Linked DNA regions of Mus musculus: region 1 is linked to region 2. Evidence: chromatin contacts called from public HiChIP or PLAC-seq data. All regions are on one chromosome and are shown on one strand. The core of a region is the stretch at or near the end of the contact, and the rest is flanking DNA. Distances in the headings are between cores, read along the strand shown.

Region 1 (6,685 bases), core at 353-2,852, 180 kb before region 2:
TCAGGCTGGAACTCAGAGCTAGGCCTGCCTCAGCCTCCCAGTACTTTGATTCAAAGCATGTGACCCCACACCCATCTGTTTCCGGTCTCTTCTTAGGGTAGCTATTGTTAGGTATATGTGCACTATTTGCTGGGTGTGGTGTAATTCAGCACCCAGGAAGGATCAGCGGGATGCATTCAAGGTTATATTAAGGCTAGGGCTACCAGTGGGGTTAATGTTGAGAGAGAACACACTGTAGTAGTTATTCCTAAGGATGCTGGTCTGGGATGCACTCAATCTCACTTCACCTCTTGAGGCTTCTCTCCTCTGGAGATGCCACAAACCCGTGTCTTTCTCCACACACCCTCTATTCTATGACTGTCCCCACTGCTGGGCCTCCCATTAGATTCTTTCAATCCAAATATACGCTTGGCGACAACAGTCCACAAAAGAGCTTCCTCCAGAACACATTTTTTTGACCTTTTAAAAGAACCCACCTCCTTCCCAGGGTCATTAAGACATCCTTAGTTGAATATTCACCCAGGGGCCACTCTCCTCGTCACTGCATGCCTTTTGTGCAAAAGCTGTACCCAAAGAGAAGCTTAAACATAAGGAGAGGTACATCGGAAGTAGTGGCGCACGTCTTTTCTCGTAGCACTTTGGATACAGAGGCAGGCTGTTGCTATAGTTAGAGGCCAACCTGGGCAATCAGGGGAGACCCTGTCTCAAAAGTTAAAATAGAATCCCACAAGGAATGGGAACCGGGTGGTTAGGTTTTTTTTTATATTAACTCGTCAAGAACGATGGATTCTATGTCTCGAACGAGAGTTTCTCTCAAGACACAGAATAAGGTACCGGTGAATCTAGTCAGCTCCCCGAGACTCAAAAACAAGTTGAGTGCAGACCTTATTATAATCAGCCAGGAGGTGCAACCCAACTGAAGACACACTTAGGTCGAATACATCCTCCCAACGAATTCACACGATACGTGGAAGCCCGTCAGTCTCTACACTTAGAAGAAGAGGGCAAACACGACTCTGGCTGTGCATGTAGGTTAGGAGGGTGCAGGCTTCGAGGATGGACACAACGAGAAGGCGGCTGCGCCAAGGTTCTGCACGCACGGGCTGACTAGCAAACCCATGTCAGAGTGTGCACAGTCGCCCACTTCCCCCGTCCTTGGGTGCCGTGGCCAGAGGCAAGACACGCAGCCCGCGCAGCTCGAGCAACGACGGCTTTTGTTGTACCAGCTTCGAGGCGTCCATCACACAAACGCCGCGAACGTCGGCTCAGGAGAGGCGACGGAACGCGAAATGGCGGGCAGGGGCGGGGCAGAGCAGGGCGCCCATCCTCAAGTACGGGAGGGGCGCGCCTGTTTCTGCGCAGGCGTGCGACCTGCACGCGCCCCCTTTTGCGCAGGCGCCCGGTTGGGGGCGTGTCTTTCTTTGCGCAGGCGCCCAGCTCAGCGCGCGTTCCCGCGTTCCCAGAGGCGCGCGGGGACACAAAGGGCTTTAGGGAAAACGCGGAGCGCGGCCGGGGTTCGTGGAGCGGCTTCAGGTCTTGACGACCTGGAACGGATTTTCGGCGCAGGAGCCGGGCTCGCCGGAACCGCGGGCTTGGTCCCTCCCTACGCTCCCTTCCCTTCCTTTCCCTTTCACCTCCTTTGCCTGTTCTAACGGCCTTACGGGACGCATCGGGTACACAGGGCGCAGGCGCGGGTCGCGCCGGGAGGATGAGCATCCTCCATCTTCTCTCCTGCGACCTAAATGGCGCGGCTGGCAGCGTTTCTGAGCCTGTGGGGACCCGCACGCCTGCTGGGCAGCCCATGGCGCCTCTTGCTTCCCGAGTTCTCTACCTCTCACGGTCCCCTTGAGCACGGAGATGGTAGCTTAACCCTTTGTAAAGTGCCTGTATCGCGATGTGAGACTCCCATGGATAAGGCAAAGGCATAGAAGTTACCGAACTGACCCAACCTTTTGCAAGGTGCTATTTGCAAATTTGATTTGGGAATGCCTTTGAGCAACAGAAATACATTTTCTGTTAAAGAGACATTTCACCGAAGGCGGTGACAAACCATTTTTAAAAGTATTTTAACCATAACCTGTAAGTATTCTTTCTAGCAGTGGAGGCAAGAGAGTTCAGGGTCATTGAACCCTAGTTTAGAAACATGTTCAAAAAAGGAAATAAAAGCGGTCCGGAGAAAGATGGCTCAGTGGTTAAGTGCACTTTTTACTATTGAGGGCTAGCATACTATTCCCAGCACCCACAACCAACCATCTTGTTACTAATCCCAAGGGATCAGAGACTGCCTTCTGTTGTTTCCCTGAGCACCAGGCAAGAAAGTGGTGCATAGATAGGTACCTGTGCAGGGAAAACACCCATACACATAAAATAAAAAACATCTTTTAAAAATAAAATTAGGGGCTGGTGAGATGGCTCAGTGGGTAAGAGCACCCGACTGCTCTTCCGAAGGTCCGGAGTTCAAATCCCAGCAACCACATGGTGGCTCACAACCATCTGTAACAAGATCTGACGCCCTCTTCTGGAGTGTCTGAAGACAGCTACAGTGTACTTACATATAATAAATAAATAAATCTTCAAAAAAAAATAAAATAAAATTAGGCCAGGCAGTGGTAACACGCTCCTTTAATCCCAGTACCCGGCACAGGCAGGTGGATCTCTTAGATCTCGTAGTTCAAGGTTTGGTCTACAGAGAGTGGTCCAAACCTTGTTCAATCCCCCTTACCCCCCAAAAGATACAATTAGCTGGTATGGTTTTGTTTTTTGTTTTTTCCATTAATACAAGCGTTTAGGAAGCAGAGTCAGGTCTCAGGTAGAGGTCAGCTCAAAAGAAATAAAAATTGTTATTAGATACTCCTATAATCCCAGCACTCAGGAGACAGAAGCAGGCAGATCTTGGTGAGTCTGAGGACAACCTGGTCTACACAGCAGGTCTGTACAACCTCTACACACACACACACACACACACACACACACTCCTGGGCTAGTGGTCCTGGGTTGTATAAGAAAGTGGGTTAGGCTGGGCGTGGTGGCGCACGCCTTTAATCCCAGAACTCGGGAGGCAGAGGCAGGGGGATTTCTGAGTTCGAGGTCTGCCTGATCTACAAAGTGAGTTCCAGAACAGCCAGGGCTGTACAGAGAAACCCTGTCTCGAAAAAAAAAAAAAAAAAAAAAAAAAAAGAAAGAAAGAAAGAAAGAGAGGAAGGAAGGAAGGAAGGAAGGAAGGAAGGAAGGAAGGAAGGAAGGAAGGGGGTTAACCGGGCAGCGCATGCCTTTAATCCCAGCACTTGGGAGGCAGAGACAGGCAGATTTCTGAGTTCGAGGCCAGCCTGGTCTACAGAGCAAGTTCCAGGACAGCCAGGGCTACATAGGGAAACCCTGTCTCTAAACAATAGAACTTTAAAAAAGAAAAGGAGCCAGACAATGGTGGCACGCACCTTTCATATTAGTACTTGGGAGACAGAGGCATGTAAATCTCTCAGTTCAAGGCCAGCTTGGGGTACAGAGTAAATTGCAGGACAGCCTGGGCAGCACAGAGACTCCTGTCTCAACAAACAAACAAATCTGAAAAATCAATGACTCAGAACAAAATGAAGGCTCAATGCTATTTTTTTCCTATCAGTTATTTAGTACAGGCTTTCACATGCCATCTGTAGGTCTGAGCACAACTTTTGGGAACTGACCAATCTGTGGGGGTCTCAGTTTTTCAGGGTTAGGGCTCTACCAAGAACCTTTCTTGACTATCTCTGCCATCCTACAGACCCTGGTTTTTGTTTTCATTTTGAGATAGGATCTCTTGTATTCATGCAACTTTGACTGGTCTAGATCCCGTCTCCGTAAAGCAACTACGTGGGAGGAACTAGAAAGATGGTGTGGGGCTGGAGAGATGGCTCAGCGGTTAAGAGCACTGACTGCTCTTCCAAAAGTCCTGAGTTCAATTCCCAGCAACCATATGGTGGCTCACAACCATCTGTAATGTTATCTGACGCCATCTTCTGGTGTGTCTGAAGACAGCTACAGTGTACTCATAAATAAAATAAATCTGAGAAAGAAAGAAAGATGGTGCAATGGTTAAGAGCACTGGCTGTTTGTTCAGAGACCTGGCTTCAGTTCCTAGAACTGATTGACTAAAGTGATTGACTCTGTAGTTAGATCTGAGAGTCCTGACCCCCTCTTCTGGCCTCTGTGAGCAATTCACTAGCATTTGCATATATTTGGGCAAAAATCTCATACACGTAAAATTAAAAAAAAAAAAAAAGCAGCAACTACAGACCAGGCAGTGTCTGTCCCACCGTGCTCCACTTAAATGTGTTCTTTAATTCCCAATTACAGTAAGTAATTTACATTTGTGAATTGTCACTTTGACAATATAAAGGAACCCTAATGCTCATTCATTTTAAAAGTAGTGGGGGGCAGGGGAAGGAGATGTAACCAAAAATGAGAGTTCAAGTCTTATCACCCAGTCCCTTTATTGAATCAGAACTTCTTAATAAGCATCTCTAAGTTTTCCTAGGAAATAAAAATAAAAAGTGTTCTCTACAGCTATAAACGCTATCTAGAAAATTGCCTTTTGTTATATTTTATAAAACCAAATACTCAAACACTTGTTAGCTGGGACTCTGCCAAGTTGCTCATCTGATTTTTTCTATTCATCTGGAAGATTTGGATAATGTCCTGGGCTCAGTTGTAGAACACTTGTCTATCTTGTGTGATGTCCTGGGTTCAAGTTCTAGGACTGTAAAAAGAGGAGAGCGAAGCCAGGCGGTGGTGGCGCACGACTTTAATCCCAGCACTTGGAGGCAGAGGCAGGAGGAGGATTTCTGAGTTCAAGGCCAGCCTGGTCTACAAAGTGAGTTCCAGGACAGCCAGGGCTACACAGAGAAACCCTGTCTCGGAAACAAAAAAAAAAAAAAAAATGAGGAGGTGAAAGCAAGAAGGCCCAACCTTGGCAGAATTTCAGGGGAATGGTTGGAGGTAATCATTGTAAAGTGTCTACATCATAGTAGGTGCTTAGTAAATTAGTGATAGGGATTGTGGCAGCTTCTGAACCATGATGGAAGGAACAGGTCAAGTACTTGGTTGCATTAAGAAAGCCGCACATTCATGTCGATCACTGAAGATACTTACATCCTTGCCCAGTCCACAGAGCAATGAGTTTTGTTTTCTTCTGATGCTGCAATGGATCTCAGAGCAGGGAGCAGGCCCTGTCAAAATGCTTCCTTTTGGGGGGACAGAGTGTTCTCTCTCTCTCTCTCTCTCTCTCTCTCTCTCTCTCTCTAATACAGAGACAGGGTATACTGGCTAGTTTTGTGTCAACTTGACACAGGCTGGAGTTATGCCAGAGAAAGGAGCTTCAGTTGAGGAAATGCCTCCATGAGATCCAACTGTAAGGCATTTTCTCAATTAGTGATCAAGGGGAAAGGCCCCTTGTGGGTGGGACCATCTCTGGGCTGGTAATCTTGGGCTCTATAAGAAAGCAGGCTGAGCAAGCCAGGGGAAGCAAGCCAGTAAAGAACATCCCTCCATGGCCTCTGCTTCAACTCCTGCTTTCTGACCTGCTTGAGTTCTAGTCCTGACTTCCTTGGTGATGAACAGCAATGTGGAAATGTAAACTGAATAAACCCTTTCCTCCCCAACTTGCTTCTTGGTCATGATGTTTGTGCAGGAATAGAAACCCTGACTAAGACACAGGGTCACCCTGATTTTCCTGGAACTTGCTCTGTAGACCAGGCTACCCTTGAGCTCAGAAATCTGCTTGCCTCTGCTTCTGGAGTGCTGAAATCACACAGAACATCTTATAGTCTGCACTGGCCCTCTTCCTGCTGCCTCTAAGTGTTCTGTGTGTTCTGTGTGCTAAACAAGCACTCTACCAATGGTGCTGAGTCCCCAGCCCTGATTTCATGATATTTTTAATTAACATTTATCTTTATGTCACATCTAGTGTTAAGTTTGTCTTTCTTATCCTAGTACAGGAGAAAGGAGGGCCCCTTAACAAAGGGATTTTTTTTTTTTAAGACAGAGTGTCTATAGCTCAACTAGATGGGGGAGGCATACCCAATGAATAGAAACTGTATTGCAAGAACCTGGGGAAACTGGTTTTATGAGCAGGTTGGGAAATTCAGGCTTGTCTAGGCAGCTGAGGCACTTCTTTAAAGGGGAGGGGAGGGCGGGCTGGCAGGGCTGTTCTACCCCACCAGGACCCCTCTGCAGTGCCAGGCTTTGATGAAAAGCTCCCTCTGGGGGTGGGGGTGGGGGTGGGAGACAGGGTAGAGGAGGTTTGCATTAGCAGCTAGTGAGCCTGTCACCAACCCCTGCTCCTCTTAGCTGCAGTGACAAGAATTTAAAGGATTAACTGGTCCAGTTGTGTCTGGCAGCTACATTTTGTTTGTCCTGCTAAGTAGCCTTTTTTTTCCCCTTTTAACTGTATTTTTTGGGTTTTTGTTTGTTTTTTGAGACAGGGTTTCTCTGTGTAGCCCTGGCTGTCGTGGAAATTGCTCTGTAGACCAGCAATCCACCTGCCTCTGCCTCCCAGAATGTTGGAATTAAAGGCGTGCCCCAGCACCATCCAGTTTAAACTGTGTGTGTGGGCGTGTGCTCGAGAGCGCGCACATCTGTGTGTGCGTGCGTGTGCGTGCATGATCACTGCCTGTTCTAGGCCTCCAGCTCACGAAAGTCTGAAGACAATCAA
Region 2 (6,240 bases), core at 792-3,291:
ATGTTGACCACCTGGGGCTCCCTCCTGCCGGTGACTTCAAACGCTGGGCCTGCAGAACCCAGGACTGGGAAGGAATTCTGGACATTGCAGTCAGCTGGGTTGTGCCGGAGAAATCCAGAGCGCAGTACCATTCGCGATAGGTCACCTTCTGTTCTGCATGGGTCACTAAATCCCATTCCCTCAGGCTAGCACCAGGCTCTTGGGAGTCTCAAGGCCTTTGGCTAGTGCCAAGCCCACTCCCAACTATCCGGCTCCTTTTGTTTGTTTGTTTGTTTTTGATTTTGATTTTTGAGACAGGGTTTCTCTGCGAAGTTCTGGCTGTCCTGGAACTCACTCTGTAGACCAGGCTGGCCTCGAACTGAGATCCGCCTGCCTCTGCCTCCCAAATGCTGGGATTACAGGCATGAGCCACCACTGCCCGGCTCTCCTGCTCCTTTTTAATTCGCTCAGTTTATGGCCTGGTCAAGTATTTTCTCCAAGCCCCTAGGGAGATTCAGACCACACCAAAGAGACTGGATATATACAGTACTTGGCTTACCTTGAAGGGCCTATAGAGAATGTAAAATGTACTTCCAAGTTTATGTTGCCTGTTAGTTCTCCTTTCTCCAGTACTTTTTTCTATCTGGTAAAGAATTACTGGACAAGAAAGTTGCAGTCCATCTTCACAATTTATTATTATTTTTGTTTGTTTGTTTTTGTTTTTGAAGACAGGTTTTCTCTGTATAGCCCTGGCTGTCCTGGAATTCACTTTGTGGAGTGGTCAGTGCTCTTAACTGCTGAGCCATCTCTCCAGCACCCATCTTCACAAATTTTATTGCAGAGGCGAAATCCCGTGCCTAACAAGGGCGACTGGGTGGGGGGGCGGGGAGGGGGGCGGGAGGTATCAGAGAAAAAGGGTAGCTTTCTCTGTCCTGAGGTAGTTAGTTTCTCTGTTTCTCTGTGTGTGTGTTGGGTTTTTGTTTGTTTGTTTATTTTTCTTGACACAAAGTCTATGTAGCCCTGCCTGGTCTGGAGCTCCCTACTTAGACCAGACTGGTTTTTTCGGGAGCACAAAGATACATCTGCTTCTACCCTCCAAATGCAGGGACTAAATGAGTGCCTACCACACCTTGGCTTATATATTTTCTAATAGGGTGTGGTGCAGGGCTGGGTTCCCTTTAAATTGGACTGGGCATGATACATTTAGCCCATTGGGTCGGTTTAAAGGTCTGCAAGGACTTGATTAAGACAGGGGTGGGGACTTTCAAAAGCTGGCAAAGGCCACCCTGAGGGTTATCTGTGGCTGGCCAGGGAATGGGGCAGGGAGTTATCCTGCTGGTTGGTAGTTAGTTCAGAGGCCTGCAGGAGTGAAAAAATAAAATAAAATAAAATAAAATAAAAAGAAAAGAAAAAAAAGAAAAAGCTGGGCGTGGTGGCACATGCCTTTAATCCCAGCACTCGGGAGGCAGAGGCAGGCAGATTTCTGAGTTCGAGGCCAGCCTGGTCTACAGAGTGAGTTCCAGGACAGCCAGGGCTATACAGAGAAACCCTGTCTCGAAAAACCAAAATAAATAAATAAATAAATATATATATATATATATAAAATAATAATAATAAATAAAATAAAAATAAATTAAAAACTAAAAAAAGCTACAGAAAGGAGGGGCTTCTTTTGTGCAAGGGCCCAGCTCCATCTATAGTGGAAGCACTCAGAGGTCAGTCTGAGCTCTCTCTCCCTAACTACCTACTGATTTAGAATTAACCATCTCCTAGCTTCCTACAGTTCCAGTTTTGTATCCGAAATTTATGCAAAAGTTGCATTCCACCCACTCCCGAGTTTAGGTGTTTGTTTAAATAAGAAAACAGTTACTGGTTCGAGGCAGAATAGTCCGGCAGCTAAAGTAGCCTTTTAACAGCCCGCATTTTTTTTTTCCCCACAGAGCTGTAGAATTGAATTGCAAACGGAGGAAAACTGGTTTGTCTACCGAAGGGAGAGAAGTCAACCTCAGTGTTCCCCCAGAGTGGTCAGTGTGCAGTCATCTGCTTAGAAAGTGGTGGGAAAGGGGGGCCGCCCGATGGCTGAGCAAGTGAAGGCACTTCCTACCTAACCTGACACATGAGTTCTAGTCCCAGGTCCCACCTTACTGAAAGGCAAGAATTTATTTTTGCAAGCTGTCCTCTGATCTCCGACCCCTCCCATTTCAGTAAGTGCCAGGGCTTTGTGGGAACAGAAAACCCTTGCATCAGAATATTTAAATAATTATGGTGCTATGCTTCTGAGATTCTCCAAATGCCGTCACTCATTGAATCTAACAGTTTTTGGCGTGCTGGAGGCTTTTACAGAGAAGCAAACACATTTACCACTAGGTTGTTTGTAAGGAACCCGGAGGGGAGGGATGCCGGGGGAAATGGTATGGAGTGGGGGTTGGGAGCATAGGGTTCCAGTCAATCCCTGTCACACAATAGCTGTGGGATCCTTCGGAGACCTCCATTTCTTCCTTTGAATATAGTGTTGAACGGAATTCCAGAAGCGTCCCCTACTCCCCGGTACTACACCTAGGAACAGGTTTCCTTTGTGAAAGCCAGGATTCCTTAAGTGGTCTCCTTTAGTTATGCAAATATGCTGGAGGAGGCCGCCCAGCTCTGGGTAACAGTGGGATGGCCTTTTGCCCCCTTTCAAGTCCCCTTTGAATACAGAGCTGGTAGCTGAGGACAGGAACTTCTTGCTGTTGAAGCCTTCTGTTCATAGTAAGCAAACCCTCCTCCCAGCACACACACCGATTGTTATTCCAAACCTAAAAGTTGCCACTTTATAACAGAGCCTGAGGTTGTTTATGGAATTCACCCAGAGGCCCTGGACCCAGATCCCCACAGCCAACTGCTCTTTGGTAAAGGATGGCTGTCATGTTGAGTGTTACAGAGGCAGATACTTAGATGCCTGAAGTTCAGGCTTCACCGCAGCTTGCGTGGCCCGAGAAGCCCCCAAACTGTGCAGGTCCGCTCAGTAGTGCCCCGGTGTGGAGCGAGAGCTAACAGTTGGAACTGCCCGCTGAGATATTTGGGAGTACGATCCAAGAGGGTGTGCTTGGGTTCCCCCACCCCCACCCTGACAAGGGTACATAAAAGAGTTTACATGGAAACGTAAACCTGTTTTTACTAAAGACAAAGTAATATAGATTATACATGCAAAATGTTCCCAGCGCAGGACCTAGTGACTATGCTCCGCAGTTGTTACTGTTACTAATGTCCACCCAGAAAAAGATAGTAAGTGCCGGCCCTTTGTCACTCTGAACTAAAGGAGAAGAAAAGCAAACCTCTTTGACCCCTTCTACTTGGGAGACTCACCACAGAGGATCCTAATCTTTGTCTGGGAATAGGAGTTCTAACTCAAGACAGGTCGTTGTTTGAGAAGTCCAAGCAGACAGGCCTTGCTCGGTCTCCCCATTCAGTCTGATTAGGTCACTAAAACAGCCTTCCCTGGTTTTTTGAGTTCTACCCCTTCAGAAACTTTTTGATTACTGGAAAACTTTTTCCTTTTTAAAGATGTGTTTATTTTTATTTATATGAGTACACTGTCGCTGTCTTCAGACACACACCAGAAGAGGGCATCAGATCTCATTACAGATGGTTGTGAGCCACCTTGTGGCTGCTGGGAATTGAACTCAGGACCTCAGGAAGAGCAGTCAGCGCTCTTAACCACGGCGTCACCTCTCCAGCCCGACTGGAAAACTTTTAAAGAGAGCTGGAGAGACAGTTCAGTTGGTAGAGTGCTTGCCTAAGCCTGCAAGAAGCCTTGGCTTTACCTCAGCACTGCACGGGTTTCCCATGGTAGAACTTGCCTGTTGAAGAGTTAATTACCCAGAAGCCTCAGGTGGGACAGTCTCTCAGACTTGGACAGCGGAGTCGACACATAACACCTGTGGAAGCTTTGGATCAGGCGATCCACATACCCACCGGCTGGTATCTACCATTTTGAGACTGGGGATGGGTGGGGGGAACTGACCTACAGCCAGACCTTCCCATCCCAACCCCACTTTACAAGCCCATAAACCCCCAAGGCCCCCAGGCCATGCTCACACACAGTCTTGCTTCCGCAGTGGTTGACCTCTAGCGGGACAATTCTTCTAGCTTCCTTTCCTTTTTCACATAGCCTCCACCAGTCTCTAACAACTGTCATACCAGCTACCAGAAGGTGTGGAGTCATTGTGAGAGCCAGTCAAGCCAGGGGTACCAGAGATTGGCCTCAGGAAGGAACCTGTTAGACTTTTCTTGTTGTCTTTTGTCATGCAACCTTGGTGATGGGACACGCCTCTCAACTAGGAAACAAGACAAGGGTGAAAAGGGCAGAATCTTCCAGGAAAGACCTTTATCTTTATGCTGTTTCCTTAAGTAATCCCAGCAATAAGTGTCTTTATAGAGACAGCCTGGATAGAGAAGGCTGGGAACTCACATTCTTAGGCAAACTGGAAAGAGCCAATGGCAACTGAGAGGGGGTCCTGCAGGGGCTGCAGCAGCTGGGACAGTTTGAACATCTCACAGTATAGTTTGGGGAAGAGAGTCCTGTCCTGCTTGGACTAGCAGGATGTGGACCCTGGTGTGTTCTGATAGTTTAGAGCCTGCAGAGAGCACCCTAACTTGAAACAGACAGGGCCACCTAAAAGAGACAGGCCCATCTGACCTTAGGGAGGAGCCTGCCTGTTTGGTTGGTCCTCTATCCGAAGATTCAAACAGTGACCCAGGGCCCGCACATAGCCTTGAGCGGAGAAACGCAATCATTCATTCTCTCAGATGTAGGATAAAGGCACTCTCCAGAGAATATACCCAACCCTGAGAGTCAAAGCTGCTTAGCGAACTGCATGAGACTGCTTAGCCCCTGACCAGTCAGGACCAGAGCTTTCTACAATCTGTTACTCTTACAGGGAGGACGGGGACACAAACCAGTCAAGACTAGACAATACCCATTTTGGTTCTGAATCCCTTCAGATAACCTGGATGGGATGGATGGTTGGAGTTTTTTTTTTTTTTTTTTTTTTTTAATTGTAAGAGTAACCCCTTTCCTTTGTTCTAGGAACCACTGGCCTAAACCTGCTCTTGGTTGGAGCCATGTCTTAACAGAGAAGCCTTGCCTGAGTATCTCTGGGTCTGGTATGTTTCTACCACTTCCAGACCAAAGAGCTGAGATCTGTTAACAAACTCAGCAGGGAACCTCCCCTTTGTCTCCCCTCCCTACCCCCACCCCATAGTGGCTCCTCCCCACATTCCAGTCTACCTGGGGGGGGGGGGATACCCCTAGTCCTTTGAGCAGCAGGTACAAGGCTCAGTCAGGGCTGGTGCAGGGGGATGGAAAGTGTGACAGCATGCCCCTGAGGGGCTCCTTGGCCTTCTGCTGAGTTACTGTGGCCTGCCAGCCCAGCCTTGGGCAAATGAAGCAAAAACCTCACACACTCTGGCTCAGTAGGCAAGGCTCAGAAAGAAGGGACTGGCCTGAGTCTTGATAATATCACTAGTTATCAAGGCCGACAGTACAGGGGCGAATTTCACTGAGTTCCCAGTCCACAGGACCCAAGACAAAGACAAAGGAAGCCAAAGTAGGCGCTTCAGAACTACTGACCTGTTGCCCCATTCTTAGGGTCAGCTCCAGACACTTCCCTAAACCTCCGAGGCTTGAGATGCAGGCCTGCCTGCCACCTAGCTGCACAACCAAGCATCCATCTCTCTCCCTTGACCTTTGATTAAATCATGTCTCTCCCTGGTCCTTAGATGCAGCTTCACAGCCTGAGCCTGTCTGGCCCTTCTAGCTCTCCTGCTGCTGTTTTGGGGGCTGGCTCCTCCAAAGGGCTCTGCACTGTTGCAATCTTAAAGTTTTTAACTTCTGGGAACTAGGCATACATTTTGCACTGAGCTCTACGCATAATATAGCCAGCTAACAAAGAGAGGTGTGGGAAGACCTGTGCTAGGGAGAAATGGTGGCAGCCCTGTCCTTTCCAACCCTAGGACTTGGATCGGAGCTGCTGGGCCCATGGTGGAGCGCTCTGAGCTGGACACAGCTGGCCTGCTCACTACCATCTCAGAAGATCCTGGCCTGGCAGTAACCGCTCTCCTTTCTCCGGAAGCAGCAGCTTTGGCAAAAGTCCTGCATGTGTTGGGCTCTCCTTCCAGCCAAGTCTACTTCAATGCTTTCCGAAGGACATCAGGGAGCCTGTGAGCCTAAGGGCACCCACTGGAACACTAGCCTTGGGCCTGAACTCTTGCCTTTTGCTA

What was found. HiChIP or PLAC-seq counts read pairs in DNA pulled down with a chosen protein or histone mark.
Region 1: a contact with region 2 is called in an H3K27ac HiChIP or PLAC-seq map of embryonic stem cells, with 7 times the contacts expected there. The contact joins two enhancer-like sites. A contact is called at or near these places in 1 of 484 Hi-C or Micro-C datasets (embryonic stem cells), 3 of 115 datasets of contacts at active chromatin or transcription factors (all in embryonic stem cells) and 1 of 9 other capture datasets (adipose tissue).

Annotation. Positions count from the first base shown.
Region 1 is chr1:86,482,383-86,489,067 of GRCm38.p6, reverse strand. No RefSeq gene overlaps it. Among named protein-coding and RNA genes, the nearest start is that of Gm41907, 13 kb to the right of the region's middle. Within about 2 kb of position 1,602, at least 406 of the 459 cell types and tissues checked have an H3K27ac peak or open chromatin away from gene starts, as enhancers often do. A contact at or near this core is called in embryonic stem cells, where this site is marked.
Region 2 is chr1:86,307,457-86,313,696 of GRCm38.p6, reverse strand. No RefSeq gene overlaps it. Among named protein-coding and RNA genes, the nearest start is that of Gm28626, 6.5 kb to the right of the region's middle. RefSeq lists a cis regulatory region at 1,948-3,101. Within about 2 kb of position 2,041, at least 34 of the 459 cell types and tissues checked have an H3K27ac peak or open chromatin away from gene starts, as enhancers often do. A contact at or near this core is called in embryonic stem cells, where this site is marked.